2 separate regions of the Pan troglodytes genome follow, and region 1 is linked to region 2. A link is a contact called in public HiChIP or PLAC-seq data. All regions are on one chromosome and are shown on one strand. The core of a region is the stretch at or near the end of the contact, and the rest is flanking DNA. Distances in the headings are between cores, read along the strand shown.

Region 1 (5,367 bases), core at 1,844-4,343, 140 kb after region 2:
TAAGAATTATATTTTATAGTGATTATAATGATCAGAATTCCTCAGACTTCTTTCTGCTGTCATTTTGCTGTGACGTTCGGGCAGCTCATATTTCAGCCCTAACCAGATCTCTGCTGTAATCTGAATATATATTTAATACTATGCTAGAGATAGAGAAATTTTCAAAGTTAAGTAGAGATCAGTTAAAATACCATTACTGTTTACTCTGTGTCTTTTGAATTCTATTATATTTATATTTGTTTACATTTTGAAAACCAAGCCATTTAAAACAGGGATCCCTTCAAAGAGAACATTTATGTGGCATTTTGTTGCAGGAAAAGGTAACTGTAAAACACATGTGCCTCTAATTCAAGGCCAGTTAACCTCAAGTTATTACAGTTGAGATAAATCATATTTTTAAAAATACTTTTTAACCCTTGTTCACTCACTTTTTAAGCCAATAAAAACAGCAAGAATTAACTTGGTCACTTTTTTGTAACCCAAATGCAAACCATGGGTGCAATCCCATCAAATTTTAGCCACGGATATAATTCCAAAGGTTTGGAAGTCCCATCTTCTACTATTGCTCCTGTCTTTGGGACAAAGCCCAATTTCCCCTATAATACCAACACAAATTATAAAAAGAGAGTAATTGATCTGACTGTATTTTCCAAACTTGTTGCTTGTTACTGTCATTGAGCTACTGTCAAGTCTCATCTAGCACCTCCTGTGACACCACCTTTTTTTTTTTTTTTTTTTTTGAGACGGAGTTTGGCTTTTGTTGCCCAGGCTGGAGTGCAATGGCATGATCTCGGCTCACTGCAACCTCCACCTCGTGGGTGCAAGCGATGCTCCTGCCTCAGCCTCCCAAGTAGCTGGGATTACAGGCACGCGCCACCATGCCTGGCTAATTTTGTATTTTTAGTAGAGATGGGGTTCCTCCATGTTGGTCAGGCTGGTCTCAAACTACCAACCTCAAGTGATCCGCCCACCTTGGCCTCCCAAAGTGCTGGGATTACAGGCGTGAGCCACCGCACCCGGCCCGACACCACCTTCTATATCAGACTTTGCTGCCTCTTCATGAGATGCAACTAAACTTAAGAGACAAAGCAGAGCTCAAATCTATTTTTAAAAGACTTTATAATAAATTTTAATCCCAGGTAGAAATTTTCTATTTCTCATTATCCACAAAATTCTTCTCCATTAAGCACAGGTCATCAAGTAACCCTGACATCAAGTAACCCTGGCATACCGTTGTAACAAGTAGGATTTTCAAATTACTAACACGCCTGTAAAAGCCAGAGAGTTGTGTGTCACCAGAAACACATGTGTGCCCTATGTATTAAGGTACCAAATAGAAAGCACCGTTTGCTGTGTGTGTGACAGTACTGATTCCATGTTAGAGGAAAGCTTGCTTATTTGAATACAATTATTGCTTTGCTTGATTTTGTAGATCATTCACTAAAATCAGCCTCAGAAAAACAGGATCTTGAACAGAGATAAAAAAAAAAACCTAGATCAGCCTCTCTGTGAATGGGCTGACCGACCTAATAAGAATAGGCTGATGGTACCTGCAGAAAGTCACAAAATATTGACCAAGAAAGCAATGATTTACTGCCGACCTGAGACTGCACACGTTTCACAAAAATCTTTTTATCATCCTTTCTCTTAATTGCCCTTAAAAACCAGAGGTGGTCTTTGAACGCTAGCTCACTGCATCCCTCGGGGTTGCTGGTCTCTTGAATAAAGCTAACTTTACTTTCACTACAGCTCTTCTCTTGGGTTTTTGGCTTTCAAGTGACAAGTGGCCCAGATGTGAGTTTCCTTACATGTGCTCAGGAGAATTTCCTGCCATACCTACTGAAATCTGTCCCTGATCAAAGTGGTGGACCATACGACTGCAGATTGGCCTTGCAAAGTAGCTCGTGCCTGTAATCCCAACACTTTGGGAGGCAGAGGTGGGAAGCTTGCTTGAGGCCAGGAGTTTAGGACCACCCTGGGCAAGACAGTGAGACCCCCGTCTCTACAAAAACAAAAAATAAAAATTAGCCAGGCATGGTAGTCCACACCTGTAGCTCCAGCTACTTGGGAGGCTGAGGCAGGAAGATCGCTGGAGCCTAGGAGTTCAAGGCTGCAGTGAACCATGATCCTGCCACGGCACTCCAGTGTGGACAACAGAGTGACACTTAAAAAAAAAAATACACTGAAGATCAACAGGTTATGATTGCAAATTTTAAGATATTTTGAATAATAACATGAAAGAACACACTATTTTCTTAAGCAGTTGGGAGTATGTTTAATAGCCTATTGAATGAGTATCTCAAAATCCTATTGAAGTTACTATTTGGCAATGAGAAACTAATTCACTGATAATTATACATGCAAAGAAACTAATTATTAAAATAAGTTTTCATTTTGTTAGATAACTTTATAACGTTAAAAAATGGAAAAGTCCTGTAGGGAATGATTTGGAACATGGCCCAGATCCCAGTCACAGGACCAAGGCACTCAATCCCCCAGCTGCTGGGAGTGTTGGTTGCTTATTGCTCACAGCGGAGTCCCTTCCTGCACATCTCACTCTCCAAAAGCCTTAACCCAGCGTTTTGCTTCCTCCCCAGAAACATCCCACATTTAATGAGCAGTCAGTAAGAGGGTCTAAAGGTCTGCCCCCTGGCCTCAATTCAGGATGACTCTGAAAGGAAATCCCGGCTCCAGAGCCCTTACTGGATTGCCTGAGGCCTCTATTACAAATTGTTCACAGTTCCACTTCTTTCTCCCTCCGCCCAACCCGGCCTCCCTCACTCCATTATAGGTGTTGTTCTTAAGAGCACACTCCAATTACCCTCCTGCAAACCAGTCTCCCCCCCAACTCAGAGTCCAGGGAATTCTACCTAAGATGATTTTGAAAGCGGTCCTAGAAATCAGGCTCTAACATGGGATTTTGAAGCTAGATCACCTGCCAGCCAGCTGCCGATAAGAACCTCATCCCTGGTCAGTATTCAGAGCACCTGTCACGCTGCACGATGTGATTACTAATTTGAATCCACTCATGCTAAGCTGTGTCCCAACCTAGTTAACTGTATTTAAAATAAATAAACCACAGGACTTGATGCATGTACTTTATTGCACTGAGTTTTTCTTGCTATACCTTGGACAAGACTGCCACCTCCTGGAAGAGTTGATGAATACTGGGGACTGAGGTGCAATTAGGGAATCGGTACTATGAAATTGCTTGCGTCTCAGCAGCAACTCCCTATCCCTCCGCGAAGTTAAACCAATTCCTAACCTTTCTCAACCTCTGTGAGCAGCTTTTTGCATGGAACCAAGACTTCAAAGAACTTGCGCATCACAATCTTTTTACGTGAAAATGTAAATACAAGTCAGCATTTGTGAAGCGTTATGTGCCAAATGCTTTAATTTTTAAGGCTCACAACAGCCTTATGAGGTAGGAACTATCATAAGCAGATCCACACTGCTGATGGAAAAATTAAGTTTAAGGGAACGTAAGGCGACGGCTCTGAGGCGGAATCGCCACTTGGAGTCGGGACTCAACTGCTGAGAGCGCAAGCTCCGTAACTACGTAACCGTCTCGGGCATGCGCAGAAAAACACTGAAGCACCTTCCCTAGGAGCTGTAAGTAGGTGGGTGTGGTGGGAGTCTTTGCAATCCCAGCATTCCCTTCGTGCCGCCACCAAGATGGTGGCGCCCATCTTGCGGTCCTTTTCCTGGGGCCGGTGGTCTGGTACCCTAAATCTCTCAGTATTGTTGCCCTTGGGGCTGCGTAAGGCCCACTCGGGCGCTCAGGGGTTACTGGCAGCGCAGAAGGCTCGAGGTCTGTTCAAGGACTTCTTCCCGGAGACGGGGACGAAAATAGAGCTCCCAGAGCTCTTCGACCGTGGCACGGCGAGTTTTCCCCAAACCATTTACTGTGGCTTCGACCCCACGGCAGACTCGCTTCATGTGGGTCATCTACTTGCGCTGCTGGGCCTGTTTCATTTGCAGCGAGCGGGCCACAACGTGATCGCGCTGGTGGGAGGCGCCACGGCGCGCCTGGGAGACCCGAGCGGCCGTACCAAGGAACGCGAGGCGCTGGAGACAGAGCGCGTGCGAGCCAACGCGCGAGCTCTGCGCCTAGGGCTTGAGGCCCTGGCGGCTAATCACCAGCAGCTTTTCACTGATGGGCGCTCCTGGGGCAGCTTCACTGTGCTGGACAACTCGGCCTGGTACCAGAAGCAGCGCCTGGTGGACTTCCTGGCGGCAGTGGGGGGTCACTTCCGCATGGGGACGCTGCTGAGCCGGCAGAGCGTGCAGCTGCGGCTCAAGAGCCCCGAGGGCATGAGCTTGGCCGAGTTCTTTTACCAGGTGCTCCAGGCCTATGACTTCTATTACCTCTTCCAGCGTTATGGATGCAGGGTCCAGCTGGGCGGATCTGATCAACTAGGCAACATCATGTCCGGATATGAGTTCATCAACAAGTAAGTGCCTTTAAACCTTGGGGAAATCCTGGGACCAAATAATTTACACACTAGTAGCCTGTGATTCACTCTTAGGATTGTAGTTGCTGCCCTTCGTTCCAGCTCTTGTTGGTTTTATCCCCATTAAGGCTCTATAATGGCGTTAATAACACTGGCTAATAAGAATTAAAGGGCTGAATTAAGGATATTAAGAGTAAAGGGTGTATTCTAAAAATTAGCTGGGCGTGGTGATGCACGCCTGTAATCCCAGCTATTCGGGAGGCTGAGGCAGGAGAATCTCTTGAACCCGGAAGGCGAAGGTTTCAGTGAGCCGAGATCGCGCCACTGCACTCCAGCCTGGGGCAACACAGGGAGACTCCGTCTCAAAAAAAAAAAAAAAAAAAAAAAAAGGGAAACAGACCACTAGTGAAGATTTGGTCGGTCTGTTTTGCTTCGCCTAAGTCGTCCTCTCTAATTAGAGAAACTGCTTTTGTGTGTTTATACCAGAACGTGACTGGGCCTCCTTGAGTAGCTAGCCTCTGCTTTAGCTCTGCACCCTCCATGAAACTAGTGTTAGTCCTTGGTTGGTATCTCAAAAAGTTTTTTCAACTCCAAATAATTGACAAGTAATGCGGGTCTAATAGCATTTTCTTGAGAGAGGTGAAGGATAGGGCTAGCTCATGTGCAACAGAGCAAAGCACATGTTTAAAAGGCGTTTAGAAGATTTCCTTTAGTGTCTCTTCCTGACACCCCTTCACCCAGTTTTCTCCTTCCCACTCAGCCTTTCAAAATCTCTAGTCCATTGTTATGTAGCACTTCCCCTTGGCCTGCCTAGAACCTGCCTGGAACCACTCATGAGGTTCAGAATGAATAGAGTAAGTACTGTAACAATACATAAGAGGGACAAGAATTCAGATTTAGGAGGTCAAGGAAG
Region 2 (5,572 bases), core at 2,029-4,528:
AGTAAGCAGAGATTGCACTACTGCACTCCGGCCTGGGTGACAGCAAGACCTTTTTTTTTTTTTTTTTGGAGACAGAGTTTCACTCTTGTAGTCTAGGCTGAGTGTAATGGTGACATCTTGGCTCACTGCAACCTCTGCCTCCTGGGTTGAAGCGATTCTCCTGACTCAGCCTTCCAAGTAGCTGGGATTACAGGTGTCTGCCACCACGCCCGGCTAATTTTTGTATTTTTAGCAGAGATGGGGTTTCACCACGTTGGCCAGGCTAGTCTCGAACTCCTGACCTCAGGTGATCCTCCTGCCTCAGCCTCCCAAAGTGCTGGGATTACAGACGCGATCCGCCACACCTGGCCTGAGACCCTTTCCCACACACACACACACACACACATAAAAGAAAAAAGAAAAAAAGAAAAGAGGATCTCTGGCACCACTAAAGAACTTACTCATGTAACCAAATACCAACTATTCCCCAAAAACTTACGGAAATAAAAAATTAAAAAAAAAAAAAAAGGAAGTGGATGTCTGGGCTGGGTGCAGTGGCTCACGCCTGTAATCCCAGCACTTTGGGAGGCTGAGGTGGGTGGATCACCTGAGGTCAGGAGTTCAAGACCAGCCTGGCCAACATGGCAAAACCCAGTCTTAAAATACAAAAATTACCCAGTGTGGTGGTGCATGCCTGTAGTCCCAGCTACTTGGGAGGCTGAGGCAGGAGAATCACTTGAACCCAGGAGGCAGAGGCTGCAGTGAGCCGAGATCACACCACCGTACTCCCACCTGGGCAACAGAGCGAGGCCCCATCGCAAAAAAAAAAAGAAAAGAAAAGGAAGTGGATCTCTGGGGATGCTGAACATGTCTAATGTACTACTTATTGTTTAACTTTTACAACAACACTATTGATATGGTTTGACTGTATCCGCACCCAAATCTCATCTTGAATTGTAGTTCCTGTAATCCCCTTGTGTCATGGGAGGGACCCAGTGGGAGGTAATTGACTCATGGTGTGGATGGTTTTATAAGGGATTTCTGCCCCTTTGCTCAGCTTTCATTCTCTCTCTTGCCACCCTGTGAGAAGGTGCCTTCTTGCCGTGATTCTAAGTTTCCTGAGGCCTCCCCAGCCTTGAGGAACTGTGAGTCAATTAAACCTCTTTATAAATTACCCAGTCTCATGTAGTTCTTCACAGCAGCGTACAAACAGACTAATACAACTATGTAGTAGATACTTTTATTGCTCCCATTTATAGATAAGAGAATGTACAGAGGTATAAAAATCTAAAGAAACTTGCTTGTGGCCATATACTTACAAGGGGTAAGCTAAGGTTAAAACCTAGATTTTCCTCACTCACAAGCTGTGCTTTTAATCACCTTCCCTCCCCTCAAATCACCTAACAATCCAACAACAAGATTTCTATGTGCCCAATTATTGGTACCTACCCAACAGGATAATCAATTCCAACAACACACTTTAAAAAAATTAATTTGAGAGGAAAAAAGTATCTGAGGTTTGGCTCATTAAAATAAATGAGAAAAATTCCTCTCTAGTCTCCTGGTGAGGAATCTAATTGGAGGCAGAGCTGACATTTTAAGTCATGGCTCTTCAGGTACAAAACAACAAGGAATGCCCCAACTGACCCTGTATGGACAGATACTGAAATTGTCTCTCAAAGCAGCAGATTCTGGTCTGCCAGAAGAGGCCATGAAAAGAGAGAGAGAGAAACAGGAATGTTGCTGGACGTTTCTATCATCACTTACCTTCAGTTCACCCCTCTCTTTTCAATTACATCTCAGCATCATGGTTGGATGTTTCCACCTGGCTACATAAGCAAGCTTTACACAAGGTGTAATTTGCCTAAATAGTGGTCCATTCTATTGGGGTGGGAGCAATTGCTTCCAGGACTCACATCCATATGGCTCCCACTTAGCCATGTGGCCTGCTGACAAAGGGTGGCGGAACTGTCACTACTCTGTTGTCCACGCTTTCAGTCCTTTGGTTTCCTCTTCACTCCCTGGACGCTCATGTAAAAAGGGAGGCCATATACCTGTGCATTGTGTGTCTAAGCATTCAGTGTGTGTCTAAAGGCAGAAGGGTGTGGGTAGGAAAACAAAGACGAGGGAAGCTGCGTTCTCCAAACACTTCAGACTTGAGTAAGTGGGGTTTTGCAGCAATTGAGTGATTTGAGGGAAAGTGAACATACAAACCCAAGCAATCAAAGGGAATATTATCTTAATACCAGGGATACATGTTTTTCTTTCTGCCTCTTAAGTCCAAAGAGGCAAATCAGGACAAGTGGCTTTGGTTGTAAACTTTAAGGTCAAGGATCCTTTCTGTTGAGCTTAGCTCTCAAGTTCTCAGTAGTCAACTGCGGTGAAACATAATTAATAGCACGATAAATACAAGTTGTGGAAGATTCGATTGAAAGTTGGAGGCCCTCTCCGTGGATCTCTCTACAAAGAGCCTGTAATAAAGAGGACTTAATCAACGTTAGCAGGGCTATTTAAAAAGCATCGTCTATTAAAATTCATTTCTTCTCTAGAGCCTCTTGTTGGGAGTTTCTCTGTGTGGGTGTGTTCGTAAGAGAGGAATGGGTTAGCAAGAGTACTGGGTACAATTTGTGTATCCAAGAGAAAACAGAAGCTCTCAATGAGGAAGAACATATGTTTCTGGGACTGCATCTGTGCAAAAAGTACATAGTCCTGACGTTGTACTAAGAAAAAAACACTCTCTTTAGAAAGTCTTTTATTTCACACGTTATCTTCTTGGCACATTTCCCTCATATTGCCCTTTCCGCCTGACCAAATAGCCCTTTCTCACCCTCAGGTCCAGGAAAACCAGGAAACGTTTCCAACAGTGCGACAAAGCCTGACTAACCAGACATACTACTCGCTCGGGGATCCCGGAGGCAAGCCTCAGTCCAAGAACAGGAGTGACTCTCGAGGGCTCACCTGCCTGCAGGGCAGCCCCTCCCTGCATCGAGCGGAAATCCATCCTGTCCAGCGCGGGGCGTGGGCAGAGCGGGGCGCGGCCCCGGCAGGCGGTATCCGCTGGGACTCCGACAACGTGCGCGACCCCAGGCGAACCGCGCCCCTCTCCCCACCTCCCCGCGGGCGGGTACAAGTCTCCAGGTGTCCGCGCGCTCAGCGGGGCCGGCCCGCCCCCGCCCCCGGTCCCGACTGCGCGTGCCCGGCCGAGCCGCGCCCCCTCCTCAGGGAAGGCCGGGCGTCCGGCCCACGAGGCCGAGCTCCCCCCCGGCCCCGGGCCTCTCACCGGCGCGGGGGGCGGGCCAGGGGCGGGGCCGGACTCGAGCGGGGCGGGGCTCGCGCCAGCGCCCCCAGCTCCGCGGCGGCTTCGCCCGCGAGTCCAGAGGCAGGCGAGCGGCTCGGTCGCCCCCACCGGCCCCATGGCAGCCCCCGGCGCCCCAGCTGAGTACGGCTACATCCGGACCGTCCTGGGCCAGCAGATCCTGGGACAACTGGACAGCTCCAGCCTGGCGCTGCCCTCCGAGGCCAAGCTGAAGCTGGCGGGGAGCAGCGGCCGCGGCGGCCAGACAGTCAAGAGCCTGCGGATCCAGGAGCAGGTGCAGCAGACCCTCGCCCGGAAGGGCCGCAGCTCCGTGGGCAACGGTGAGTGGAGCCCGCCGCTCCCCGGCGCCGCCCCCTGCCCCACACCCGGTCACCTCCTCCTATCCCGCCCTCACCCCGCGTGCTGGGAGTGCGGGGCCCCGTGTTCTGCCCACCTGTTGCTCGCCGTCTTCGGTATGACCGACTTGCTTGTGGAAAGCACTCTTTTCCATAACTTATTACTCAGCTTTGTCATATAGGTACCTATGTATATTAAATATTGTACATATCTATCAATGTTAAATAACTCACTTCAAGATTTCACCCCTTTCTTTTTCTACTCCGCCGGTCCGCGCCCCTCACTGGTGCGGACTTAATTTGAAGGTTCAGGGAGTCTATAAACACCTTGAGATGCTATGCAGAATTTTTGGTGTGTACGATCTTTTTCTGGGAGAAGGAGCCCTTCACTTTTATTAGATTTGTTAAATAATTAATGACCCCCATAAATATCTTGGGGAAAAAAACCGACAGCACTGGCGCTCCTACAACCTATAAATTGGGATTGTGCTGTCTTGTGCAAGTACTTCGGGGCGCTCCACCCTGTGTGGGAGGCGAGTGGTGGATCTAGGGAGTGAAGAAAAGTAGCTAGGAGGCTTTGGTCCAGGGAACAAACACGCCGAGGAGGAGGTAGGGGACTTTGGCCCTGCCGGCAACAGCCGTGCCCGCCTAGCTGCGCTTCCTACCCCCACCAGTGCGGGCGTGGTGCAAGTCTGATCCCTCCAAAAAATTAAACCCGAAGGTGAAAGGGGTGTAAGCACACACATGCACACTATGTTCATGATTGATAGACGGGGGAGGTGGAAGGGAAAGAAGATGGCAAGCCACTTGTGAAAATTAGAGATCATGATGTATCCTTTTCTCCCCTGCTGAAGTCAGGTGATGGGATCAACTCAGTGACCCTTGTTTTACTTCTTGTTGTTGTGTATGTGAGTTTGCATTATAAAAGCACTATGTTGGCTTATAGCAAAAAGAAGAGGAAAGAAATTGAGCAATTAAGTTGGAATATCTGTTTCCTGCAACGTTCAGTTGTTTCTGTATGAAGTAACTTGGGTATTGGCGAATGTAGGCTAACCCATTCTAATTTCTATTAGGAAAACAAAAATTCTAACAGGCCAGACCACAGATTTCAAACAGCAGAGTCTGGGAGGCTGTACTGTGTGTGTAAAAGAATCCTAAAGGATCAGGTAGTCAATATTAACATACTTGAAAGGTAAAGAGAAGATGTTCAATGATCGTAGTTAATATAACTGAGTGCACACTATGTGCCAAGAATTGGGCAATGTGGTTTGCATTCATTTGAGATATATATATATATATGTATTTAAAAACTTGTGAGTTAGGTATTTTCATCCTCATTTTACAGATGAGGAAACTAAGCAGTTAAGTAACACTGAAGCTCTAACAGATGGTAAGTGGTAGAGCTGGTATTTAAACTCCCAAACCTGAATTTTAAACTTATCAGTTTTATCATTAAGTTTTAAAATGATTAATACAAAGTGGGATTTGTTAGATGCTAAGCCTCTCCGTGTCCCCCTCCCATTTTTCTTTAAATAAAATTGAGGAAGTTCTGAAAGGCTGGGGAGGTCTAGAAAACACAGAACTGCTGCAATACATGGAGGGAAAGACCTTATATTTATTTAGACTTAGGGGTCTGACTAAAGACTGCAGGATGAGTGAGGCCAGTCTTTGAAAAGTGGAGCCATTACACCCATTCATTCTCTGTGCCCATAGGTCCAGTGCTAAACTGAAACCAAATCAGCTTCCCCTGCGTAGGAGACACAGGAGGCATATTAGATATTCTTTCTTATCCTCTGAGAATGGCCAGCTAGGAAGAGAGCAAGCAGATACAACTCTTCCATAAATGGAGGGAATGGAGCCATGAACAGAAGAAAAGGGAATGTTGCTGAGCATCTACTATGTGCCTATTCCAGAATCTTCATTATATCCTTGAAACAATTGT

The links. HiChIP or PLAC-seq counts read pairs in DNA pulled down with a chosen protein or histone mark.
Region 1: a contact with region 2 is called in an H3K4me3 HiChIP or PLAC-seq map of stem cell-derived excitatory neurons, with 5 times the contacts expected there. The contact joins the promoter of YARS2 here to the promoter of PKP2 in region 2. A contact is called at or near these places in 1 of 7 Hi-C or Micro-C datasets (stem cell-derived neural progenitor cells) and 1 of 1 datasets of contacts at active chromatin or transcription factors (stem cell-derived excitatory neurons).

What each region holds. Positions count from the first base shown.
Region 1 is chr10:62,725,786-62,731,152 of NHGRI_mPanTro3-v2.0_pri, forward strand. It overlaps YARS2 (tyrosyl-tRNA synthetase 2), which reads left to right and starts at 3,094. Exons shown (of 6, transcript XR_010148052.1): 1 at 3,094-4,454.
Region 2 is chr10:62,583,396-62,588,967 of NHGRI_mPanTro3-v2.0_pri, forward strand. It overlaps PKP2 (plakophilin 2), which reads left to right and starts at 3,279. Exons shown (of 13, transcript XM_016923663.3): 1 at 3,279-3,615. The coding sequence starts at 3,393. It also overlaps the pseudogene LOC473355.